Regions from separate parts of the Mus musculus genome. Here region 2 is linked to region 1. Evidence: chromatin contacts called from public Hi-C data. All regions are on one chromosome and are shown on one strand. The core of a region is the stretch at or near the end of the contact, and the rest is flanking DNA. Distances in the headings are between cores, read along the strand shown. Region 1 holds the start of 1810073O08Rik (RIKEN cDNA 1810073O08 gene). Region 2 overlaps Plekhh2 (pleckstrin homology domain containing, family H (with MyTH4 domain) member 2).

What was found. Hi-C and Micro-C count contacts between places; a contact is called where the count stands out from the background.
Region 2: a Hi-C map of bone marrow-derived macrophages shows a contact between it and region 1, with 18 read pairs. The contact joins the enhancer-like site here to the promoter of 1810073O08Rik in region 1. A contact is called at or near these places in 1 of 39 promoter capture datasets (the C10 cell line), 1 of 484 Hi-C or Micro-C datasets (bone marrow-derived macrophages) and 1 of 115 datasets of contacts at active chromatin or transcription factors (pancreatic cancer cells).

Annotation. Positions count from the first base shown.
Region 1 is chr17:83,915,974-83,921,643 of GRCm38.p6, reverse strand. 1810073O08Rik (RIKEN cDNA 1810073O08 gene) reads right to left here and starts at 3,710. Exons shown (of 2, transcript NR_166916.2): 1 at 3,540-3,710; 2 at 35-1,722.
Region 2 is chr17:84,577,503-84,582,602 of GRCm38.p6, reverse strand. The region is part of intron 15 of Plekhh2 (pleckstrin homology domain containing, family H (with MyTH4 domain) member 2); the gene reads right to left. Among named protein-coding and RNA genes, the nearest start is that of 4930500A05Rik, 28 kb to the right of the region's middle. Within about 2 kb of position 2,787, at least 7 of the 459 cell types and tissues checked have an H3K27ac peak or open chromatin away from gene starts, as enhancers often do. A contact at or near this core is called in bone marrow-derived macrophages, where this site is marked.

The DNA of each region.
Region 1 (5,670 bases), core at 2,461-4,960:
CCATGGGAAACAACAAGCAAATGAACACTCATGCTTGGCCGGCTTTCTCCATTTTATTCAGGGAGGAGTTTGTCACAGTGAAGGAGGGACAGAGGAAAACTGGCTCTTAGAAATATGGAGGCTCAGAAGTCTCTCCAACTTCCAGGTTCACACTGGAAAGTCAGAAGAGCTGGTGACACCATTCAGTCCGGATCCAAGGACTTGAGTACTAGGTCCCCCTGTCTTTGCACTTCAGTTCAGGCACTTAGCAGAATGAACCTCTGCCTGAATGAGGGCCATCTTCTTAGCCTACCAAGGCAAGTGCTAATCACTCCTGGCAGCTCCTTCATGACAGACCCCAAAGTATCTGAGCTGACGCACAAAATTATCCTGATATTACGCAAATATCACGCAAATTTGGTAGTAAACTCTATCAAATTTTATAAAAGAACTGTTCAACTGAAGGAACTTTCCTCAGACTAGCTCCTGGCTCTGCACTTTAAACCTGGTTTCTCTGTCACTCCCCACAGGCCTCTCTTACTGGCTTTCACCACATCACCACGGGAGGCGGGAGTTTTCCAGGAAACCATTCCTCTGGAGTAACTTTAACTAACATGCTCAGACGCGACTGAGCTCACCCATGGAACCATATGTGCATGCATAGCATACAGCTTGAAGTCATCCTACTCCTCATATTCTGCGCAGTTCTGGATCAAGTTTTGGGGAGTTAGATCCCCCAAATGTTCCCAGTTCCACTTCCAATTGACAGCAGGAAAAATGTGGCAGAGGGGAAGTTGAAGTGAGAAAGAGTCAGTGGCTTCGAATGACTGCACCTGGAATAACCCTTCTACACATTTTACACAAACACACAAGCCCTTGTGAAAGCATCGGTAGGACCTGCCCCCAAGCTCTGGAAGGAGGGGTGAGAGACAGCAAGCTCCATAGAGGGGCATAGTCTTTAGAGATGAAAGAGACCCAGAAAAGGGTAATTATAAAGGTGAAGACCTCAGAGCTGCAGCCTCTGGCACAATTATCTTAACAAGTTAAATTAGCCCCAGATAAACCTGTGCCTAATAACTCTAGGCTGCTTGTGCCTGGAGCTCCCATTTAGAAAGAGGACTTCAAAGCCCCAGGCCGGGTCACCGAAGGTGGTTATCACCAACCCCCAAAATACACACACACACACACACACACACACACACACACACACACCTCTTTACTTAAGACAGGGAGTTATTTATGTGTCTGTGTAGCTACCACGTGTGTGCAGGTGCCCCTGGAAGCCAGAAGCCAGCATTAGTTCCCACGGTTTTACAGGGCTGCAGGTGGTTGAGAGCTGCCTGGTGTGAGCTCTAGGATCCAAACCTGAATCCTCTGGGAAAGAAGCAAGCACTCTTAACTGCTAAGCCATCTCTCCAATCCACACCCTAACACTCTTAAGAGCAATTGCAAGACACAGAACCAGATCTCCAACAAGCCTCAGGAGGGGATAGTCCCTCTGCAGGGGCATGGGGAGAGGAAGCAGCGGGAGCAGAGATAGGGTAGTCTCTGTATGCAGGCTGGCAACCATCATGGGAGCTGGCTTTCCTCTTCATACCTCCACTGGTACCGAGCTCCAAAGCTCTGCAGACTTCTTGTAACTCCTTTCATTTGTAGTTCTTCTGCCATGTCTGGGGTATGATTTATCTCACAGATACTAGAGACTTGGTCCCCAATGCAACGCTATTAGAAGGATGGTCGAACCTTCAAGAAAGAAATAATTGAGTTATGAAAATGCCACCCTCAGAAGGAATGCCTACCCCAAGAGAGTGGGCTAGCTCATCGTGGGAAAAAAACTAGTTCCGTGTGTGACACTCACAGCCCCTATTTGTGCTCCCACCAGGTGATGTCATCCGCCATATTGTTACAGAACACTGTCATCCAGAAGCCACATGGAGTGGGCTACTTGATCATGGTGTCTGAGCTTCCCAAACTGTAAGCAAAATAAACCTCTTTATATTATAATTATCCCACCTCAGGTATTTTGTCATAGAAACATACAACAGACTAAGATGGGGCTAGAGAGATGGGTTAGCAGCTAAGAGCAGGCATACTGCTTATATAGAGGACCCAAGTTCAGTTTCCAGCACCCACCTATGGTAGCTCACACCATGTATAATTCCAGCTAGTTCCTAAGGATCTATACTCTATTCTGGACTCTGCAGGCACCTGCCCTCATACATATAGCTATGCATGCATGTGTGCGCTCTCTCGAGTGTGTATACACACACACACACACATAATTGTACACATAATCAAAAATGAAAATAAATCTTAAAAAAGGATATATCCTTTTTCATTGCATTTATTTATACATACACACATATATGCATATACATATATTTCTAAAGTGTGTATATACACATATATATGTGCACACATGCACATGCGTAGAGGACTGTTTTCAGGATCTGGTTCTCTCCTTCCACCATATGGGTCCTAGGGATTGAACCCGGGTCACCAGGCTCAGTGATATCTCCCTGAACTATGATATATTCTAAGAAACAAAAATCATGAACCAGACAGTAGAAAAAGATGTTCGGTTAGCCTCCAGGAACTCTATATTCACAGCTGTTATGGCCTGAACCCAGACCGTGCCAACTCCGCATGGTACCGTCTAGCAGACTGGAGTGAGGTCTAACCTCAACTTGCACCCAGGATGAATGAGAACAGTGGGAGGGGCATGGGGGTGAAGTTCCTGCCCTGGGTCTTCGGCTGCCTAAGGTCTTGTTTTGCTTCTTTGAGGAGACCTGCTCCTCCCTCCCTCAGCCTTAGTGTCTCTGTTCCAGGGCAGTACCAATTCTAAGACCTTGATTAATTCTTAAGGAATATTCCAAAACTATCATCTAAGAGTCAAGACCCTGGGTTCAAGATCTGGGATGACTGGAGTATCAAGTTAGGAAGACTGGCCAGAGCAGATCAGCTCCAGAATAATAGAGCTATGAGCCCCAGACCAGCCAAAGCTGACGGCACTGAGCAGGACTTCACTGGTCTTCCGCTCAGGAAAACCCCATTCTGCCCTTAGCCAGCAGGAGAAAGAAAACAGGAAACACATGTTCTTAAAGGGACGCTGTGCACCTAGACTCAAGATGCCCTCCAGGGAGTCTGTGCCCTACATGGGGGCTTCTTACCCAGCCTGGGGAACCTGCCCTGATCGGCCCTTGAAGAAGAGAAACATTTGTCAAACTTATACAAAAAACACCAAAACTGTAGGCAGGATATTTGTAGTCTTACTAATTCCTGTGCAACCTTGAGCAAGGGGGCTCAGCCTCTCTGGGCCTGTGTTCTCTCTCTCTCTCTCTCTCTCTCTCTCTCTCTCTCTCTTTTCTCTGCTTCACACACCTCACTGGCTTTGCAACTATAAAGTATCACACACATAAAAACAAGTAGGAATGCCAGCGAGTCTTCCCATGCTCCCCACCGCTCCCCGTGCTCCCCTCCATTCCCCGTGCTCCCCACCCCTTCCTGCAAGTTCTAAGTTCCAGGATGCCTCCTCCAATTGCCCCAGAGGAGTGACTCACCCATGATGGCCCCTCTGGCATTCATCCTTTGCTTCTTCTCCTGTCAGGAGCTTGGCATCCTTCTCATCAGGTGTCTGGTCATCCTGTCATAAACTCAGAAACACCTTGAGGTCTGGCAGCCTGGCTACTCTTCATGTCCCTCCTTTTGGCAGCAGGTGTGTAAGAAGCCCTGGCTAGAGGTACAAGGCCTGGGTGAGAGAAAGCACGTTGTGACGTGCCTGAGCTCCACCCACATCTCTTCCTTTGATCCAGTTCTGACTGATGGGGACTTTTGGACTTGACCATCACAGTTGCTGGGCCCAGGTCACCGAGCCCAGAGGAGAGCAACCTGAAGTGGACTCTAGGGTCTCTTAGAGGAGACTTGGGAGGCACTCAGAATGCCTGAAGTTTTAAGAGGATAATGTGTGTACCAGCTCGTTGAGGGTGTCCACCTGTGCCCTCCATTTCCCCTCAGGAACATCCATGGTTTTTCCTTTTAAAACCGGGCCTGGGACCAATAACCTACCAAGCATCTTAAAGAAGGGCTAAGAATGGCTGGGCAGTGGCGGTGCATGCCTTTAATGTCAGCACTCAGGCAGAGACAGGGGCAGGGGCAGGGGCAGGGACAGGGGCAGGGGCAGAGGCAGAGGCAGGTGGGTCTCTTTGAGTTTGAGAGCAGCCTCATCTATAGAACATGTTCCAGGAGAGCCAGGGCTACACAGAGAAACTCTGTCTCAAGCAAACAAACAAACACAAACGAGGAGAGCTAAAAGGCCTCCTGAGGAGGGAGCATCCTGGGCTATGGGCTCAGCTCTATGAGCAGAGCAGAGCAGCTAAAAGCATGGAGATGGGTGGGTGTGAGCCTGGTCCTCACCGTGAGAACAAAATCTAAGCGGTAGATGGTAGCACCCAGGCCGAGGAGACAAGATGAGCTTGCGCCTCCTGTCTCTCTCTCTCCTGTGTGCCTGCTGACTGCAGAGGACTCTGAGCCATCCCATAAGGAGAGCAGAGTCATTGAGAGTCTGGGCCCCTGAGGCAGCACACAGACAGCCTCCTCCCAGCCAGGAGCCCACCCCAGGCGGTTCAGTCAGGGAAATGTGAGGATCTGTTTGTTTTACCAGCAAACATTACAGTGAGGCGAGTACTTAATGGGGGCAAGACTGCAGGAAAAACGGCCCGACGCTTCTAGTATCTTCTGGCCCACCTCCAACGTGGGCTTTGGAGTGTGGTCAGGTTCCCTCACTCAACCCTGATGTCATAAGTGTGCTATGTCAGAAACACAGATGAATGCGTTGGAGTCCTTTCACGATGTCAGCATGTGTTGAGTAACAAGAAATCTACAAGGTACAGCTGCTCCACTGGCAGAATGTCAGCAAGTAGCCTCGCTTGCCTTGATAGCTCTGGCCAAGGCAAACACCGTTTCTTTTTATTATAATCTTAACTGCTAATATTAACTCTCAGATCATACATCATGCAAACACATGGACACACAGAGAGAGAGAGCTTTAAAAAAGCAAAACAAAAAAGTCCACAGAAGTGTTCAAGAGATTTCAAAAGAGACCAGAGAGGCATGGAAACATCAAAAAGAGTCTCCAAAGGGGAACAGTGGACCAGGATGGGAGCTCTGCTGAGTGATCGCTGGAGCCCTGCTGCTGATAAGCCACAGGTTTGAGCAGAGTTCCAGAGAAAGGAGTCTAAAGGCAGAGGCAGTACAGAACTGTGGAGGCTGGAGGAGCAATAGGCGAACAGGTCTGGATATACGGACAGACAGAAGACCCAGAGAGACAAACGGGAAGATAGGCATATCTGCAAGTCAAGTAGGCTGCATCAACAGTGGGGACCAAAGTAAGCAGAGGTCCCTGGAACAGCTGGGAGCTCTCTCTTTTAGGGCCCTAGGCACACCCTCTGCATGAGCTGGGTGGCCAGATGATGAGCTGATGGGGCCATGGCTATTGAAGAGTTAAGTGTCCTTCTCCCTTGGGGTCCTTTAAGGGAGTTTCACCCTTTCCGGTCTGTTTTTCTTGACATGATTTTTAATATGCCCTTCACTCTTCTAGACTGGATTTATTCTAGGCTGGCACCCAAGAATAAGTCGTTTATCACTCTTTATCAAGTGGTTGGTGGGTCCCATAGATGGCACTGTCCGCATGTC
Region 2 (5,100 bases), core at 1,538-4,037, 660 kb before region 1:
ACACACACACACACACACAAACACAGACACACACAGACACACACACACACACACACACAGACACACACACAGACAAACACATTCATGCTCCAGTACCCTCAGGCAAGTGACTTACCCTGTCACAACGTAGGATAACCCGGGCTATCGTTTGACCAAAGGAGACAACACATAAAATCAAAATATAATAGTGACTGCAATGAATGTTTCCTTCCTCACTATATAAAGAGTCAAACACATGGCCTCTCTTAAAACCACAAAAACCAGCTAGCCTGCAGCATTCCAAGTTATGGTTTAAATGAATAACTCTGCCTAATGTTTTGATGGATTTAGAATGCTCCTTGAGAAACAGCAACAACCAAATGTTGCATTTGGCACAACACCCCTCAGTTTAATTAAATTTGGAAACATGTATTTACAGAGGAATATCCTGGGCTTTTAAACAGTACGCTGCAGGGCTGTTTCCTCTTTCTTTAAACAGCTCCGAAAGAAGGTTCTTCAAAACTAGAGTCTAATTCATGTACTTGGAAAGGATTTATTTTTAAGACAGAACAATGACTACATCCAGACCAAAAGTGGGGTCCTTTATTAATACTATAAAGCTGTGCTTTACACTGGAGCAAAGTCTGACGACTCAGCTGAGTAATGCCAGCCCTCAGGGGGAGAGGCGGGATTATGGAGTTGGAGGCCAGCCTGGGACACCTAGCTAATACTAGACCAGCCTGAGCTGCACAGAGGGACCCTGTGTCCAAAATAAAGAGAGGGGGGGGAGAGAGAGAGAGAGAAGGAGGGGGGAGTGAGAGAGCGAGCGAGCGAGCGAGAGAGAGAGAGAGAGAGAGAGAGAGAGAGAGAGATTGGAAGCTGTGCTTTACAAATACAAACACAGACCATCTTTATGCAGTCATCTTATACTAGGATTTCTTCAAACTCTGGATCCGAAAGCATTTTAACAAAATATATTATACTAGACAAATCCTTATGGTGATGTATTGGCAGATCAAATAATTTAAAAACTGAATTTTGACCTTTGATAATAAAGGCTTTCCATATCAATGTAGTTAAAATAGATTTTACTCTAATTCTCTGTCCAACACACAAAACTCAAGCTTCCCTGGTCCTCTCATCTTATCCCCATAGTGTCTCCAACAAAAATCCTGTCACCAGCCTGGCTGACTTTAGTATCTACAAGAAACTCCTACGACACAACCTCCCATTCTTGAGTAGTTCTGAAGGGCCAGGTACTGCCTGAGCGCGCTTTACACGATTCAACGAAACCCCTTTCGTGTTTTTAACCCTTGGGGGTTGTCTCTATAACCATCTCCCATTTCACAGTTGCAGATACGGAGGTACAGGTCACACAGGTCGTGCCTAGGCAGTGTGGCTCACCAGCTTTCCCCCCTTGTCTCAGTCCAAGAGTCTCTTCAGCTTTCCATCTCCAGTAAACTCTGTCATTTCTCACACTGCCCACCCAGCCCTTGTCTTCACACCCTACGTCTTTCTTCTCCACGGGGAAAGGATTCTGTAACTTACACCCTGCAGCCGCTGACCGCCACTGCCTCCCACTCCCTGGCCCTCTCATTCACACCATCACTGTTCTTTGACCTTCTTCCCATCCCAGGCCCCCTTCCCCCCATCTGAACGTCTCCAGTGTCTCATTCCTGCCTGGTCTCTCCTCCTTCTCTGCCGACCTGCGATTTGATCATAAGACAATCCCTGCTCCAGGGCCGTGACCCAACTGCACTCATAAGCTCCTAACAAATCCATTCTGCAGACCTCACCTCTGCAGGCCTTTGCCTAGCCCAGGGGAGGGCATGAGAAGGAGAACCCCTGGTGGGCGGGTATCCGGAAACAGTTTTAGCCATGGCTGATGACTGTCGCGACAGATGGTGAGGGGACTGTACAGCCTTTACTTTTGTATGTTTGAAATTTTATAATAAAAACCGCACACTTCACACCACCACCTCGACACGCAGGCAGTAAAGCACGTTAAAAAAAATCAATTCTAGAATCCAGGTGATGGAAATATGGGTGTTTGCTGTAGAAATTCTTCCAAATCTATTTCATATTTAAAATTTACATAAGATGCTCCTGACCCCACACTCTAACATCTCTGCCTCCCACATGTGCACTGACTGGAGACACCAGAGACAAATTACTGACATGAACTGCAACCATTACAGTTCAGTGAGGCCTCAGCCATGCATGTAAAGTCCCACGTGTCTCAGGCTACACCACATTTCTAGTGACCACAGCCAACCCCTTTCCCACTTTTAGCAAAGACTTTTGTCTTAGGGAGACCAAGAAAACCAAGGACATTAGAAGTGACGTCATTCCATGTCCCTCCAATGCAGATGTTCGTCTGCAGCCCTCCTCACATCCTTCCACTGTGCCCTACCCCGACTCTCACCCACTCACTTCTGGATCTGAATCTCCCAGGTCTCCTGGCGTCTTCCTTCAGCCTGTAAATCCAGGCACATGTCTTTCCCATTCTCCTCTGACTCCACGTCCCCCAGCTGGATGCCTTCTGAAGTACTGGAGAGTCTAGACAGTCTATAAACTCGCATGCTACACTGGCCTCCCAGTTCCCCTCCATCCCTCCGCAATGTGCTGTCCTCCCAGAGCATGTCAGGCATGACCCAACTCCTGCCCAAGGGTTCCACCCCTCGGTTTTCTTGATCTCTTGGACTTTTCACCCGTGCCCCTACATGCCTTCCGTTTTATAGCGTTCCATTCTCCATTCCCTACGCTCAATACCTACAGTATGTCCTTTTTGGGTGCTTTCTCTTATCTTCATTGCTAACAGTCACTTAAATAATGCCAAGTCCTCAAGCCCTCCTGTCTCGCCAGCTTTCTCCTCCTGAACACACAGTGCTATGCCGTTCACCAGGAGGTTACAGGATAACTGTGTGAGGTAATGTCTCCAGAAATTGAGCTCAGGTTGCCGGCTGGATTGAGCCACCTTGCTAGCCTGTGCTGCTCCTTGGGTTAGGTGTCCTTCTGGGACCCAAAGCATCAGTATGTCCCCAATCCGCCTGCCCATCTCCTGAACGTTGCTCCTTCCTCACGAGCGTTCTTACCTAGTCCCACCCTTCATCTGGATACTTATAAAATCCTGTCCACTTCCTAACCCCAGTCCAGGCTGCTCTTACTGATGGCCACCACTTAAATTCGACTTCCTGTTTTGTTTCCCATAATAGTTTAGAGCCTCATGTGTACGAGAGCCGTGGCTTCAGCTATTCTTAGGCTCTATCATGCCTCCCACAAATTCATCTTCCTCAGTGAGCAAGCTGTTAACAGCATCCATGTGTCCATGTCCCCCCGGAGGACTCTGATTTTAAAGAAACTTTTGAAGGACAAGATCCAGAATTAAATCAGTCAAGTTCTTCATAAATGTCTTCACAATATGCATAGTATTAGTAATATTTAATTGTTATGTTTTATTCTTAGTAAAAATATTATCAGGTGCCAAAGTGGCATCTCTCTCTCTCTCTCTCTCTCTCTCTCTCTCATACCTCTATTCTGCGCACACAGAGGTGGATGGATCTCTGTGAGTTTAAGGCCAGCCAGTCTACATAGTGAGTTACAGGCCCCCCCAGGGCCACATAGTGAGACCCTGCCTGACAAAAACAATCCTAAGCATCAGGAGAGAAATCTTCGCATCCTGCCCACAAGCACAAATGGCTGAGTTATTTAACTCCATTGTTTAAGCTCATTTAAAACGCAGGCATGGGCTGGAGAGGTGACTTACTGAGTAAAGGTGTTTGCTGCACTTGTCTGACCCTGATGAAGGACTCCTCGAACCCATGTAAACCCCAGTGCTAGGGGTGCAGACACAGGAACACCCCAAAGCCTGCTAAGCCAGCCAGTCTAAGCTCCTGTCAGCTCCAGGCTCAGTAAGAGAAACAAACAAAGCTAGGTGGACAGCACTTGAAGACACTTGACCTGAACTTCTAACTTATACATACACGCAGCTCACACACATACACATATTCACGCATACACCGCACTCTCACACGCACACATTCACATGCACACACTTACATATACATAGACATAGTCATAAACATAGACATAGACACACACACACATAGACATAGACACACACACACATTCACCATACACACACACACACACACACACATTCACCATACACACACACACACACACACACACACACACACCCCTAGCACGTGTCCCTGTTGAATACACTGGTGAATTCTTACTTTTGGTGCTGAGTGTGTTACCCATGTTATCATTAGATACAAGTGACAGAGTAGTAGATATACAGTTTTCACCTCTTAACATAACAGGACTCAAGCACATCACTATGAATGTTTTACTATGCATTCTCAAAAGTGACCAACAGGATGTTTTAAACATTTGAATGAATATGGACTCCATCCTTTGTAAGTCCCTATAGTCTCCTGCAAATGAAAACTTCTGAAGACAGATTCTTCCAACAGAGAGGACTCAGATGGAATGTTTAAAAATGCTTTATACATGCTTAAAATCACATCTATCATCTATCTATCTATCTATCTATCTATCCATCCATCCCAATGGATAAGCACAAGCTACACTACATGTGTGGAGTCAGAGGACAGTGTGTGAGAACTGTCCTCTTCATACCAGAGACTACATCCGAGGCGTGGCCTGGGTGCCTTTATCTGCTGAGCTAGCATCTCACCAACCCCCAAATGGATGTGTTTTTAAAATATTTGATATTTGGGCTGGGGGAGGCATGCTCAGAAGGTGAAGTGCATACTATTAAATATCAGGACCTGAGTTTATTCCAGCACCCAGAGAAAAAGCCAGGCACTGTGGTGTGTGCTTTTAATCCCCTTGTGTGGAAGAGGATTGATCCCTCAGGACTCTGACCAGCTAGCCTTGTTGATAAACCTTTGTCTCACAGAACAAGCTCAGGGCTGGTGGGTGCTTAACACCATGTCTAGTGGTCTGCACTTAACCTCAGAACCCTCAGGTTAAAGATGAGAACCATCTCCCACATGTAAGTACTTAGTGCAATAGGAGTATGTCATGATGTATTGTGAAGTCTCTCATGCACAAATTCTCTCTCTCTCTCTCTCTCTCTCTCTCTCTCTC